Regions from separate parts of the Mus musculus genome. Here all the other regions are linked to region 4. A link is a contact called in public promoter capture Hi-C data. All regions are on one chromosome and are shown on one strand. Each heading gives the region's core, a stretch centred on a gene start, on an enhancer-like site or on the middle of the called end of the contact. The rest is flanking DNA. Distances are from core to core; before and after follow the strand shown. Region 1 holds the start of 2810459M11Rik (RIKEN cDNA 2810459M11 gene). Region 2 holds the start of Psmd1 (proteasome (prosome, macropain) 26S subunit, non-ATPase, 1). Region 3 holds the start of Armc9 (armadillo repeat containing 9). Region 4 holds the start of Gigyf2 (GRB10 interacting GYF protein 2).

Evidence for each region. Promoter capture Hi-C pulls out the DNA fragments that hold promoters and counts their contacts.
Region 1: a promoter capture Hi-C map of pre-B cells shows a contact between it and region 4, with 4 times the contacts expected there. The contact joins the promoter of 2810459M11Rik here to the promoter of Gigyf2 in region 4. A contact is called at or near these places in 2 of 39 promoter capture datasets (hippocampal neurons and pre-B cells).
Region 2: a contact with region 4 is called in a promoter capture Hi-C map of pre-B cells, with 3 times the contacts expected there. The contact joins the promoter of Psmd1 here to the promoter of Gigyf2 in region 4. A contact is called at or near these places in 2 of 39 promoter capture datasets (liver and pre-B cells) and 1 of 9 other capture datasets (liver).
Region 3: a contact with region 4 is called in a promoter capture Hi-C map of pre-B cells, with 9 times the contacts expected there. The contact joins the promoter of Armc9 here to the promoter of Gigyf2 in region 4. A contact is called at or near these places in 4 of 39 promoter capture datasets (hippocampal neurons, liver and pre-B cells).

The regions. Positions count from the first base shown.
Region 1 is chr1:86,044,478-86,047,276 of GRCm38.p6, forward strand. It overlaps 2810459M11Rik (RIKEN cDNA 2810459M11 gene), which reads left to right and starts at 1,386. Exons shown (of 3, transcript NM_001144993.1): 1 at 1,386-2,095. The coding sequence starts at 1,486.
Region 2 is chr1:86,063,137-86,065,879 of GRCm38.p6, forward strand. Psmd1 (proteasome (prosome, macropain) 26S subunit, non-ATPase, 1) reads left to right here and starts at 1,483. Exons shown (of 25, transcript NM_027357.2): 1 at 1,483-1,669. The coding sequence starts at 1,654.
Region 3 is chr1:86,153,320-86,156,257 of GRCm38.p6, forward strand. Armc9 (armadillo repeat containing 9) reads left to right here and starts at 1,461. Exons shown (of 25, transcript NM_030184.2): 1 at 1,461-1,524.
Region 4 is chr1:87,325,669-87,328,642 of GRCm38.p6, forward strand. It overlaps Gigyf2 (GRB10 interacting GYF protein 2), which reads left to right and starts at 1,330. Exons shown (of 29, transcript NM_146112.4): 1 at 1,330-1,424.

The DNA of each region.
Region 1 (2,799 bases), core at 136-2,635, 1.3 Mb before region 4:
ACATGTACACACCTTACACCTATAGACCAACACCAGAGCACGCCAGCATCCCATGTCCACTTCTAGATCAGTGGCTCTCAACCTTCCTAACTCTGCAAGCCTTTAATACAGGGCCTCAAGTTGTGGTGACTCCCAACCAAAAAGTTAGTCTCATTGCTACTCCATAGCTATCACTCTGCTAGTATTGTGCATCATAATGTAACTGGCTTTTCTGAAGGGGTCACAAGGGACGGGTTGCTCTAGACTTGTTCTAGATTCTGGCCCATGGGGAACAACAGCCTCACATGACATCAGGTGGTACCCAAATGCAACAAGTGTTTGTGGAAAGGATGATCTTGATCCATTTGGAGGAAGTATTGGAGGCTGAAGAGAAGTGGTAGAGGAGGTCCCCTGGGTGATGGTTAATTCTAATTATCAAGGAAACACAACCCAGAATCACCTGGGGAGAGAGTCTCAAAAGGGGACAGTCTAGGTCAGCTTGCCCCGTGAGCAGGTCTGGGAATGGCCAGGATTATCTTGATCACCTTAACTGATGAGGGAAGACCCAGCCTGAAGGGTGTGACACCCTTCATTGGTGTGATTGTACAAAAATATTCCTATCTCTTCACTCATGGGTGTGGGTGTGTTGTGGCCAGCTGTCTGGAAGCTCCTGCCTCTGTGACTTCCCTGCAGTGATGGCTACAACCAGGAACTGTGAGCTAAAATAAGCCCTTTCTTCTCTTCCCTAAACTGTTTGGTGTTAAGGTATTTTTATCACAGCGACAGAGTTGAAGCTAGGATGTTATGCTTCCCATCTCTCTCCCGTTCTCACTCACTCTTCTGCTCCAACTGGGCTCCAAAGCTTACACCACTGGAAAAGCAGGCCCTGACGCCAAACCCTGTAGGACTACTCCGAAATAGCTCCAGAAGTTAGAAATGGTGGTACAGACTGTAATCCTAAACTGAAGCTAAAGGGTCTCCAGATTCTAGGCTAGGATGGTGAGATCGTGTCTCAGGAGAAAGAAAGAAAAAAAAAATCTGAGAGATGGTTTACCGATTAAGAGCACTGACTGCTTTTGCAGAGGACCTGGATTGGGTTCCCAGTACCCATGTAGTTGATTATAAACATTCACAACTCCAGATCCAGGAGATCAGACGCTGGTACTAGTGCAGATGCATTTAAGCAAAATATCCATACACATAAAACAAATAAAACGCATAAACAAACAAAACCATCTTACCCTAAGAGGGTACATTAGTCAGGTTAATAATGTCCACTCATCCTCAGTCCCCCACAAGAGCCTGTACTTTCTAGATGTCCTAAATGCTTAGTAGTCCTAAACTACTGAGTGTGTTACTGGGTATCTAAATGAACGAATGAGTGAATGATAAATTCAGTGCGGCGGGACAGGAGTGCGCAGGGGGTCTGGGCGGCTCGGCCCTCGGGGGCGTGTCGGCCGAGGCAGCGGCGGAGCTCCCAGCTCGGCGCAGGAGGCGGCGGCCAGCATGGAGAGCGAGCTGGAGGCGCTGGCCCCGCGGCCCGCGAGCCCGGCGGAGCCACCCTTCCAGGCGTTGGTGGAGGCGGCGGGTGGCCGCGGGCAGGTGCTGCTGGTGGGCGAGCTGTGGGAGCGCGAGCAGAGCCGCGCGCTGCTGAGGGACTTCGCCGGTGCCGTGTTCCCGCCGGAGTCCGCGCCGGGCAAGCCGGGCTGCGCAGAGGCCGAGAGCGCGGGCACCGCGGCGGCCACCGAGTCGCACGGGGCTCCGGGGGCGAAGGCGGAGCGAGCCATTCGCTCGCCGCTCGTTTTCGTGCTGTGCCGCGTCGGATCGCTGACCTCCCGGGAGTCGCGGCGCCGCCTGCGGGAGATGCTGCGGGACGTGCGCGACCGGAGGTGTGAGGGCGCCGCGCTGGTCGGAGTGCTGGTGGCCGACACGGGTGCGGATGACGCGAGGGCGCCCGAACTGCAGCTGCTCGAGACGCTGCTGCGCACGGTGTTCGGCCGCCAGGTCGGGGGCCCGGTGCAAGCAGCAGCCTTTCGTCCCGGCTGTCCCGCCTCCAGCCTGGCGGTCCAGGAGGCGGCCTGCAGAGCCCTGCAAGCTGCGGGGCCGGGACGACCAGGTGAGGCTGCGTGTGGGGTCAGGCTGGGCACTGGGGAAGGCGTCCCTTTAGACCGGTTGAACCCGTTTAGGCCACCCAACTCTGTTGAGGTAAACTGAGGCCCGGTGCTGGGAGGTCCCCAGCACAAGGCTTCTCAGCCTAAGGTGGACATGCTCTGGACATGGAATTGAGTCTGTCTGGCCAGATCCTGACTGCACATGAGATCGGGGGTGGGGTATCTGAGGGTACAACTGGTGGGAAGTGGGTAAGAAGTAGAGTTGAACTGCTCTAAACAACAACAATGTAGGAGTTGGAAACTGGGATAGAAGATGCAAAAATTTGGGTGGTGTGCGTGGGAAGAACTGAGTCTGGGGGGCGGGGTGACTGTAGCTTTAGGACAAGTTTGTCCTGGTAGGATTGTCCTCAGAGCTTTAGGAGAGGGGGAGCTATACAGGAGGCTCGGTGTGGAAGGGAGGAAGGCAATCGAAGTTCCTGGCAAAAACACAGAATAGGTGCCAGGGACGTATCCGGAAGGGTGTGAGGGACCGAGACCGTGACGACCTCAGTTATTCCTGGTAGCCACCGATCGCTGGCTGCTTCCGCCAGGTTTTCCTTCCACGCTCTATTCTAAAGTGTAGAGATGGTGTGAGCGCTTTTAGTCGGAGACTGCTCCGTCATGGGATCAGACGTCCCAAGGCAGCGTGTTTTGCTGCAAAGTACTGGGA
Region 2 (2,743 bases), core at 233-2,732, 1.3 Mb before region 4:
AAAGCTTGCAGACCACCTGGGCTATTGTATAGGATCCCCCACCCCATTCTCATTGTTTATTTATGATAGACTAGTTCATTCATTATCATAATAAAGTACTGTGAAGTTTTTGTATTTTAGAGACAGGCTTTCTATTTTTAAAGAGGTATTTATTACTTATTTGTGTGTGTCTATGTGCCCATGAGTATAGGTACCTGTGGAGGCCAAAAGAGAGCATCAAACCCCCTGGAGCTGGAGTTACAAGTAGTTGTGAGCTACTCGATGTGGGTGCTCAGAATTGTACTTGGGTTCTCTGGAAGCTTAACCACTAAAGGCAACTCTCCGAACTGCCACCAACCCAGCCTTTTTAAGACAGGGTCTCACAATTGACTCCTCCTTCACTAGAATTCACTATGGAGATGAGGCTGGCCTGGAACTCACAGAGATCTGCCTACCATTGCCTCCCAAGGGGTGTACCACCATGTTTGACACCTGGACAGTCTATTTTTGTGTATGTTCATATTTGGGGGGAGGGGGGCCTTCGCTGGATGAGGCTGTACGAAAGACACAGGCATGGAGGCAAGTTTGTGTCAAACATATACACATGTATATGTATATACACATATATACACATATACGCAAGTAGGCCGGAGGTTGACATTGGGTGTCTTCCTCAATTGCTCTCCCACTCTTCCTTCCCTACCCCCACACTCCTCAAGGTCTTACTTTGTAGCTCTGGCTGTCCTGGAACCCACTTGTAGGCCAGGCTGGCCTTAAATCCACAGAGATCTTCCTGCCTTTTCCTCTGCTTCTTGAGTGCTGTGATTAAGGTGTGAACCACAACACCCAGCCACTTTATTTTTTGGAAACAAGAGTCTCTTACTAGACCAGGAGCTCACCAACCGGCTACACAGGCCGGCCAGCAAGCCCCAGATATCCACCTGCCTTCACCTCCCCCAGCACTGGGTTTACACCGGCCACTGGGAATCCTAACTCAACTTCAGGTCTTCATGCTTTTATGGCAACCACTTAAGCGACCAAGTCGCCTTTCCAGCATTATCCCACCACCACCTTCCCCTACTTTGATAGCAGATCTTTTATAGCCCAGGCTGGCCTCGAATTCAAGATCCTTCTGCCTCAGTCGCTTTTCTAAGAAAATACTTCCCTGTAGTCTTGGGTTGGTGGGCATTATTGCAGTGAGACCTCCATAGCCTTAGGTGGCGCTGCGAGCAATGCTTATACCTCCCCTAACACTCATTCTCTTAGCAATGGCGGGTGATGAGTGGGCCTCTCTTTGCAAGGGTGTCTATTTTGAAGCCTGATTGCAACTAGAAATGAATGTCCGTTCGCAGCCGGCCAGATCTCTGACTTCACGGAGAGTTATAAAAAACAACGACATGTTTTTTTACCTTGTTGCATGATCTCGAGAGGCGGAAGCTGCATAAAAGACACAGCGTGGCGGTGAATTTGAGCCAAGCCTCAGGCGGAGATGCGGGCAGCCCTAGGGCGGGCGGGGTCCTCGGCTAGAAGCGAGCCGGCGGCCTGTGGAGGGGACTGACTGAGCAGCGCACCCGGGACCCTGGAGGTGCGGTAGAGCAAGCGGGCCCTGAGCTGACAGATCCAGGGCTTGGCCAGGACTGTGGACGAGTGGATCGGCGAGTGCAGGGCGCAGCCATGATCACTTCAGCCGGTGAGTGCTGCCGGGAGCAGGCGCCCCAGTGAGGAGCCGCCGCCGCGCCGGCGTTTAGCTGAGTCAGGGCGGGTGACTGGGCACCTCCGGGTCGAGCGCCGGCCTGCGAGGCCCCTCTGCCCGAGGCCCACCTCGGGGATCGAGGGCTGGGAAACTGGCCAGGTCACTGCAGGCCCCTGGGGTTCGTAGGAATAGGACCAGGTAGCCACCCGGCCGTCCCTCTCCAGCCACACCCCCGTTCCAGGACCAGACCGGGCTCCTAGGCGGTCGCTGGACCTTTATTCTCTGTCCGCTTCTTGGTCGAGTGACCCCCCAATCCTTCCCCGCAGGTGTTTCGGTTTGGGATGGGCCCCGGTGTCATCGTAAGCATCTTATAGCAGGTCCTGGCCTGGCAGCCTAACTGCTACACTAAGTGCTTCTGGCTTGTGCATGAGATATCTTCTCCTGGAAGTCCGAAATTAGGTTTGAGGTGGCTGGGTTTTTGGTGCTACCGTATTCACCTAAGAACCTCGTTCAGTGAAGGCAGCATTGACTGGAGAGCCACCTTACTGTGTGTGTTTAGATCCTCAGGACTGCAAAGCAGGTTTCGCACACTTGTATGGTAGATACTTGTAATGGCTTTTGAAATGGGAAGGTGTGGAGGGAGATGAACTTCTACATGGAGATTTTTCAAGCCCACTACAGACTTGAACTGCGTATAGCTGTTCCCAGTCTCGATGCTTTCTCAGCCCTGGCTGCTTGCGTACCCTTGCTTGGTTGTTATTCCTATTCTGTACTTGTTCTACAAGTATTTGATTTTGAACAAACGGGTTCTCAGTAGACAGTATGCTGTACGGTGGGGAGGGTCTCACTGTGTAGCTCTAGCTGTCCTCGAACTCACTGTGTAGACCAAGCTGACCTCAAACTCACAGAGATCTCCTGCCCCTGCTTCCTAAATACTAGGATTAAAAATGTGTAGTGTACTACTACACTCTGTGCTGGTTATTTTTAAACACGTGAAGAAGTGTTTGGACTTGAAGTTAGACTTTTGTCCTGATAGAGACAGATGATTGCAATGAATTTTAGTTCCCATCA
Region 3 (2,938 bases), core at 211-2,710, 1.2 Mb before region 4:
AGACCCAGAAATGTTTATTCCTGACTGGTTTCAGGGAGTGAGTTTTGTTTCTAAATTTTACTAATCAACTAGGAGACACAGAATGGGTGTTGCCATGGGTAAACAAGAGGACCAGCTGCTAGCTGGGAATTGAGTTGCATGGGATTCATGAGGAAGAGTGGACAGTTTTATGGGTCCTTCCCAGAACACAAAAGATGAGTTATTTGGGGAAACAAGGGTGTTGACTGCAGCAGTTTTGCAGGTGCACAGAATTCTGGAAAAGCACAACAGTGTTCACCTATAAAACACAGAGCCCGCCTGTTATTCATCCTGGAGACACAGGAATCAATCAGAGCACCTATGTGACTCACTTAGAATGATGCTGGGCACAAATATGGCGTATTCAGCAAATAAAAATTATCCGAAATGTAAATAAAATTGGCTGTTCTATATTTCATCTGATAACACTTGGCACACAGTTAACTGAGAATACTTCTAGGGGAAATTATTTTCAAGCTATATTACCTGGACAGGACATAGGACATAGTACTCTCTTCCTAAATATAGCCTTAGTTAGAAGACATCCTAACTCAAAGAGCATTGACAGAGCAGAGAGCTCAGGAGACAGGGCCTCTGCCCATCCTAGAGCAGCTGCTTCTTCTTTCTTCCTCCTCCTCCTCCTTTTTCCTCTTCCTCCTCCTCCTTCTTCAAAGGCGAGGGCACCTCCCTTCTCAAGTCCTCTGGACAGCCTTGGGAGGCTCCCACCTCTTTTTTTCTGTATAGCCCTGGCTGTCCTGGAACTCACTCTGTAGACCAGGCTGGCCTTGAACTCAGAAATCCGCCTGCCTCTGCCTCCCAAGTGCTGGGATTAAAGGTGTGCGCCACCACGCCCCGCGCAGCTCCCACGTTTTGAAGGCCTGGAAAGTGGTACTATAGAGACTTCTACCACAAAGCCTCAGCACTCCGAGGGGAAGGGAAGGGTTTTCTCTGGCCTTAAGCACTGACTTTGGACCAGAGATTAAAGAGTAGTAGCTCTGAATACACGCAGGGCAGTGGGCTGGCCAGAATTCTGAGTAGTATTTAATGCACGCTCCTTTACTAAATAAATAGGCCCTGGAATCAAACTCCCTTCGTCCGGCTTGGAGGAAAGCGCCTTTAGCTCTAAGCCATCTCGCTGGCCTCCGAATCTGTTTTGTTTTACAAACCTAAATTCATACGGGAAAGACAAAAGTGTCTCTAATACTTCCCGGAAGACTCTGTCGTAGGTGAAAGTGTGGTGCTCGGATCTTACATAGGCAGATCTGAGTTATCGTTCGTCTGCAGTCTAGACTAAAGTCACCCGCACGCCACACGCCTGTACGGCCTCACTTCCGGTACTCACCACGTATGGTACCTCCCACTCTCCCTCCCAGGATGCTCCACGTCGTCTTCGCCCAGCAAGATTGGCCGAGTCGCCTCACGTGACTTCGGCTAGCGGTAGCGGTTGCCCGGGTGACGGCCGGCGAGCTGGCGGTCTGGAGGAGTGAGCGCAGAGCCCTGCAGCAGGTAAGCGCGGCCCTCCTTGCGACTGCACCCTTGACACAGCCCTGGGATCATTGCATGGAGGGCTCGCCTTGTCGGACCCGGTTCCTTCCTGGCCAGGGCCCGAGGCGGCCGCTTGAGCATCCCATTGCTTCCCCCCAGGAGCCCCCGACTCCGCTGCGCTGCGGTGGGGTGGACTTGGAGTGGCCCCGGGCCTTCTCGCTGAGCATCTGCAGCAGGATCTCGTGGCCTGGGGCATTTAGCGCTCTCTCTCTCTCTCTCTCTCTCTCTCTCTCTCTCTCTCTCTCTCTCTCTCTCTCTCTCTCTCTTTCTCTCTCTCTTTCTCCCCCGCCCCCATAGTTTATTAGTAGTCTTCCTTCCCAGCGCCCAGGACACTCTCAGACTTCACTGAATCTAAGTGGAAGCATGTTATTTGCAGGACAAATTCATCTTCTCCTTATCCAGCCAGCTGTAGGCCTGAATCTCTCGCTGATGGAGAGATGGCATCGTCACCGCATGCAAAACACTACAAACAGTTTACTTCTTTCTTCACAAGGTAGATCCTTAGCCCAGAGGTTGTTTGGTCTAAGTTAACTGAGCTAAGGAGACAGGACATCCATCCAACACAGAGGGTTCAAGGGTTGCTTTGAACTCACAAGAGATATACACTTGCTGACCAAGCCTGATGACTTGGAACGCCAGGAACCACACTTCGGAAGGAGAGGCCCAACTCCTGCACATTCTCCTGAAATATCAGCATAGATTTAATCCTAGCTCTGGAGAGACTGTGAGTTTGCCCATGAGATGGGAAACTGTGCTAGTTAGGGTTTCTCTTGCTGTGATGAAGTAGTATGACCAGGAACAGCATAGGGGAAGAAAGGGTTTATTTTGCTTAAGATTCCACATCTTTGTTCATCAAAGGAAGTGAGGCAGGACAGGATCCCGGTTGTGTGAGCCGATATGGATGCTAAGGCCATGGAGGAGTGCTGCTAACTAACTGGCTGTCATCTTATGTACATCCTTATAGCCTCCATGAACTCAGAATTCCTGGTACCCTGACACGTTGCCTTAGTCAGTGTGGTTCCTACCGTCCCCTTTCTTCAAACCATTACTCTGTTTCTAATGAGATGGTGACCTGGGATTCCCTGAATCCCTTTCCATCCAGCTCCAGGCCTGTCTGAACCAGGCTGTCTAACAGGCATCTTGGGGCTTAACGCCACACACAATGCTTGCCTTGAGTTATGAAGGGGATTCTGATGCAGGAGCATCAGTGAGAGGACATTGAAGTCAACCAGTGGGGAGTTCCTCTGGGAATCCACAGCACAGACGACTGGAGAGTAATGGGCCAGAAGAGGTGTTTTCCCAAGTCTCTCTGGGTGGGTACCTTTAAGCAGAGACCTAACAAGATGTAGATGTTTGCAGCAAGAGCATCAAATCA
Region 4 (2,974 bases), core at 80-2,579:
TCAAATAACATAATCTAGATAATCTCTCATAAATTTGCTCAGATATTTGTTTCCATGATGAATCCAAATCCCATCATGTTGACAGTCAAGATTAATGATCACAGTCAAGATTAATGATCATTCTCTGAATTTAATGCTCTTTTATACAGTCTCTCTTTGAAAGGGAATCAAGACTCAGGAAGGGAGGCAGAGGAGGAAGTTGGTATATATATATATATATATATATATATATGTATGTATGTATGTGTGTGTGTGTGTGTGTATTTTTTTTCCAAGTGTTGAATCCAGGGCTCCCAAACGACTAGGTTGGGAGTCTGCCACTGTGTTCTGAAACTTAAGTTTATGTTGATGGGAAGACCTATGATAAATGCTGGAGGATATTTTGCAGTGATTGTGTGAAACTGAGTGGATCCCAAACACCAAAGGTAGTAGAAAGGCAGGAAAAGACTAATGGTCCCAGAAAGACCCGGGTGACTTGAAATGGTAGATGTACCAGGTTTAGCAAATCAAAGTATATAGTATGTCCAGCTAAACATGAGTTTCAGAAAGACAGCAGATTAATTTCCTGTATTCTGTATTGCCGGGTTTACTATTCGTTATCTCGCAACCCTAAAATGGGAAGGCAGTATATATAAGGGGGTTGTAGGTCCACATGTAGTGGAAGGGTGTAGTAACTTTTTTTTAGTTTTTCGAGACACGGTTTCTCTGTATAGCCCTGGCTGTCCTGGAACTCTGTAGATCAGGCTGACCTTGAACTCAGAAATCGATCTGCCTCTGCCTCCCAAGTGCTGGGATTAAAGGTGTGAGCCACCACTGCCTGGCTAGGTGTAGGAACTTTTAAAACCTTCCCAGCTGTCACATTCCAGTACTCCAGGATGAATTTCCAGTTCTATAAGAAAGGAAACTGCTTTGAATTTCAGCTTTACCATTTGCCCCATGATGGACCAACTGGCAGGAAAATGCTAGACCAAATGCTGTGGAAAAGTTCTAGCTTGGAAAACCAGCTCATAAATGATGTGGAGATTTTTGTACTGCAACCGGGCACTGGATTGGGTGCATCGGACGGTGAGTCATAGGGCCTCTGGCCAGGCTCCAATTAGGGACACCAGTTCAACTCTAGGGCCATAGGAGATGCAGCCAAAGGCCCCACTGTGCGCCTGCGCTACTCAGGCTCCGTCCTCGCCCGGCCCTGCATCCGGGTCTCAGGGAGGGGCGTGTCCGAGGGGAGGGGCAGGCCGTCGAGGAAGGGAACGATGTCGTGGGAAGCTGGAGAGCAGGGAGGGAGTGAGGCGGGGATGTAGGCGGGGCGGGGGGCGGCGCGGCGCGCGGGGTCACGTGACGTGCGTGGCGACGTGTCGGCCATCTTGTGTTGTTGAGGCTGAGGATTGACTTGGGTTCTGAGAGACTCCTGTCCCGGACCGCAGGTAACCAGTGGCTCGGTGTGTGTCTCCCCTGCCCGCGGCCATCCCGCGCCCAGTCCCCGCCATAGCGCCCCGAGCTGCCGTGGCCCGGCGCCCACCGTCGCGTCCCCGCCGCTCCGGCCCGAGCCGGCCGCATGGACACACTCAGGCTGCCCGGCAGCGGCCACGGCCGCTGCCGGCTGGGGGCGTCAGACCTGGGGACAGGGCAGGTGCGAGGTCAGCAGGAGCCTCCTCCCGTGCGAGGGTCCCGGCAGTCCAGGGAGCGTCCCGGCCGAGGGCAGCCCCCTGCTTTCGCCCCCGTGGCATCGCGGGGGAAGCCGAGGAGAGGAGGCGGGAGGCGGGGTGGGCAGTGTCAGGCCGGAGGGTTCGCCTTCCGCTGCCCGCTCCTCGGGGCTGGTCGCCCGCACAGCCTCGGGGTACCCCGGCTAACAGCTGCTGCGAGCCGACAGCTGCTCCTGCCGGCGCTCCTGCCCGCACCTGCCCCAGGGAGGTGCGCCCTTGCCTTCTCCACCGAGCATCTGGACTGGGGAAGACTGCTTCTAGGGCTGGAGGACTGGTCTTGAGCAGGCCCCAGGCAAGGTGGAGTCATGATCTGATCCTGGGACTGAGAGGCTTGGGAAAGTAGAGCCCCGGGCAGCCCCGGGGACCCGAATGTTCATACCGGCTTGAAATGGGCAAGCAGTTTCCCACGAAGCACTCTTGAACACTTTGGTTTTGTAGCTGAAATATAAATCAAGCCAGCAAGTAAGGAAGGGTGTGAAAGGAGCTGATTGTGTGACCGCGTTTGGGAAGCAGTAACGTTGCTTTGCATTTATCTAGTACGGTCTCCCCTCACCTCCAGTTTTCTCGAAAGTCAAAGCACTTAAACACACCTAGTGGTTCTATTAGGAAGGTAAGTATTCCAACATAACTTAAGAAATGAAGGGACTCAATCAGTGATGGCTTCCCACCTAGTCCCATCTACCTTGAATTATAGGTAATTATGTTTCAGAGTGTTGTATACAGGGATTGTAGTCTTCCTTATGTAGTTACTCCTCTTTAGTAACAAATGACTTCCTAAATTACAAAAACTATTATCCTACTTTTTGTACATGAGTTTTCATCCTTTTTTGTGGCTCTGACTGGCAGAATTTTTCCTTTTGGTTAGAACATATACTTTGTCTTCATTTAATGATATTTCCCTAATGTAGCAGCTTTTAGATTGCCTAGACTGGGATATGTACTTCACTGTCACATAAGAAGACACTAGGAAAACATTTAGAAGTGACATATGTCTGGAAAAATACCAACGTTGAAGATGTTGGTGATTTGCTAGAAAGAAAAAGACCATACCTTTTTTGGTACTTGACAAAGGATTTAGAGTTTTGTGGCTGGGGAAGAAGAGATTATGTACTGTATGCTGCCATTCTTGTCTTTTCCTTTCTTTTCTGTTTGACTACAAGTACTACAGTATGTAGTGTGAATGCTGAGGGACAAACATTTCTGTTTGTGTTGCGCTCACTTCTGGACATCTAAATACTTAAGTAAAAATATACAAATACTTCTTGATGTGA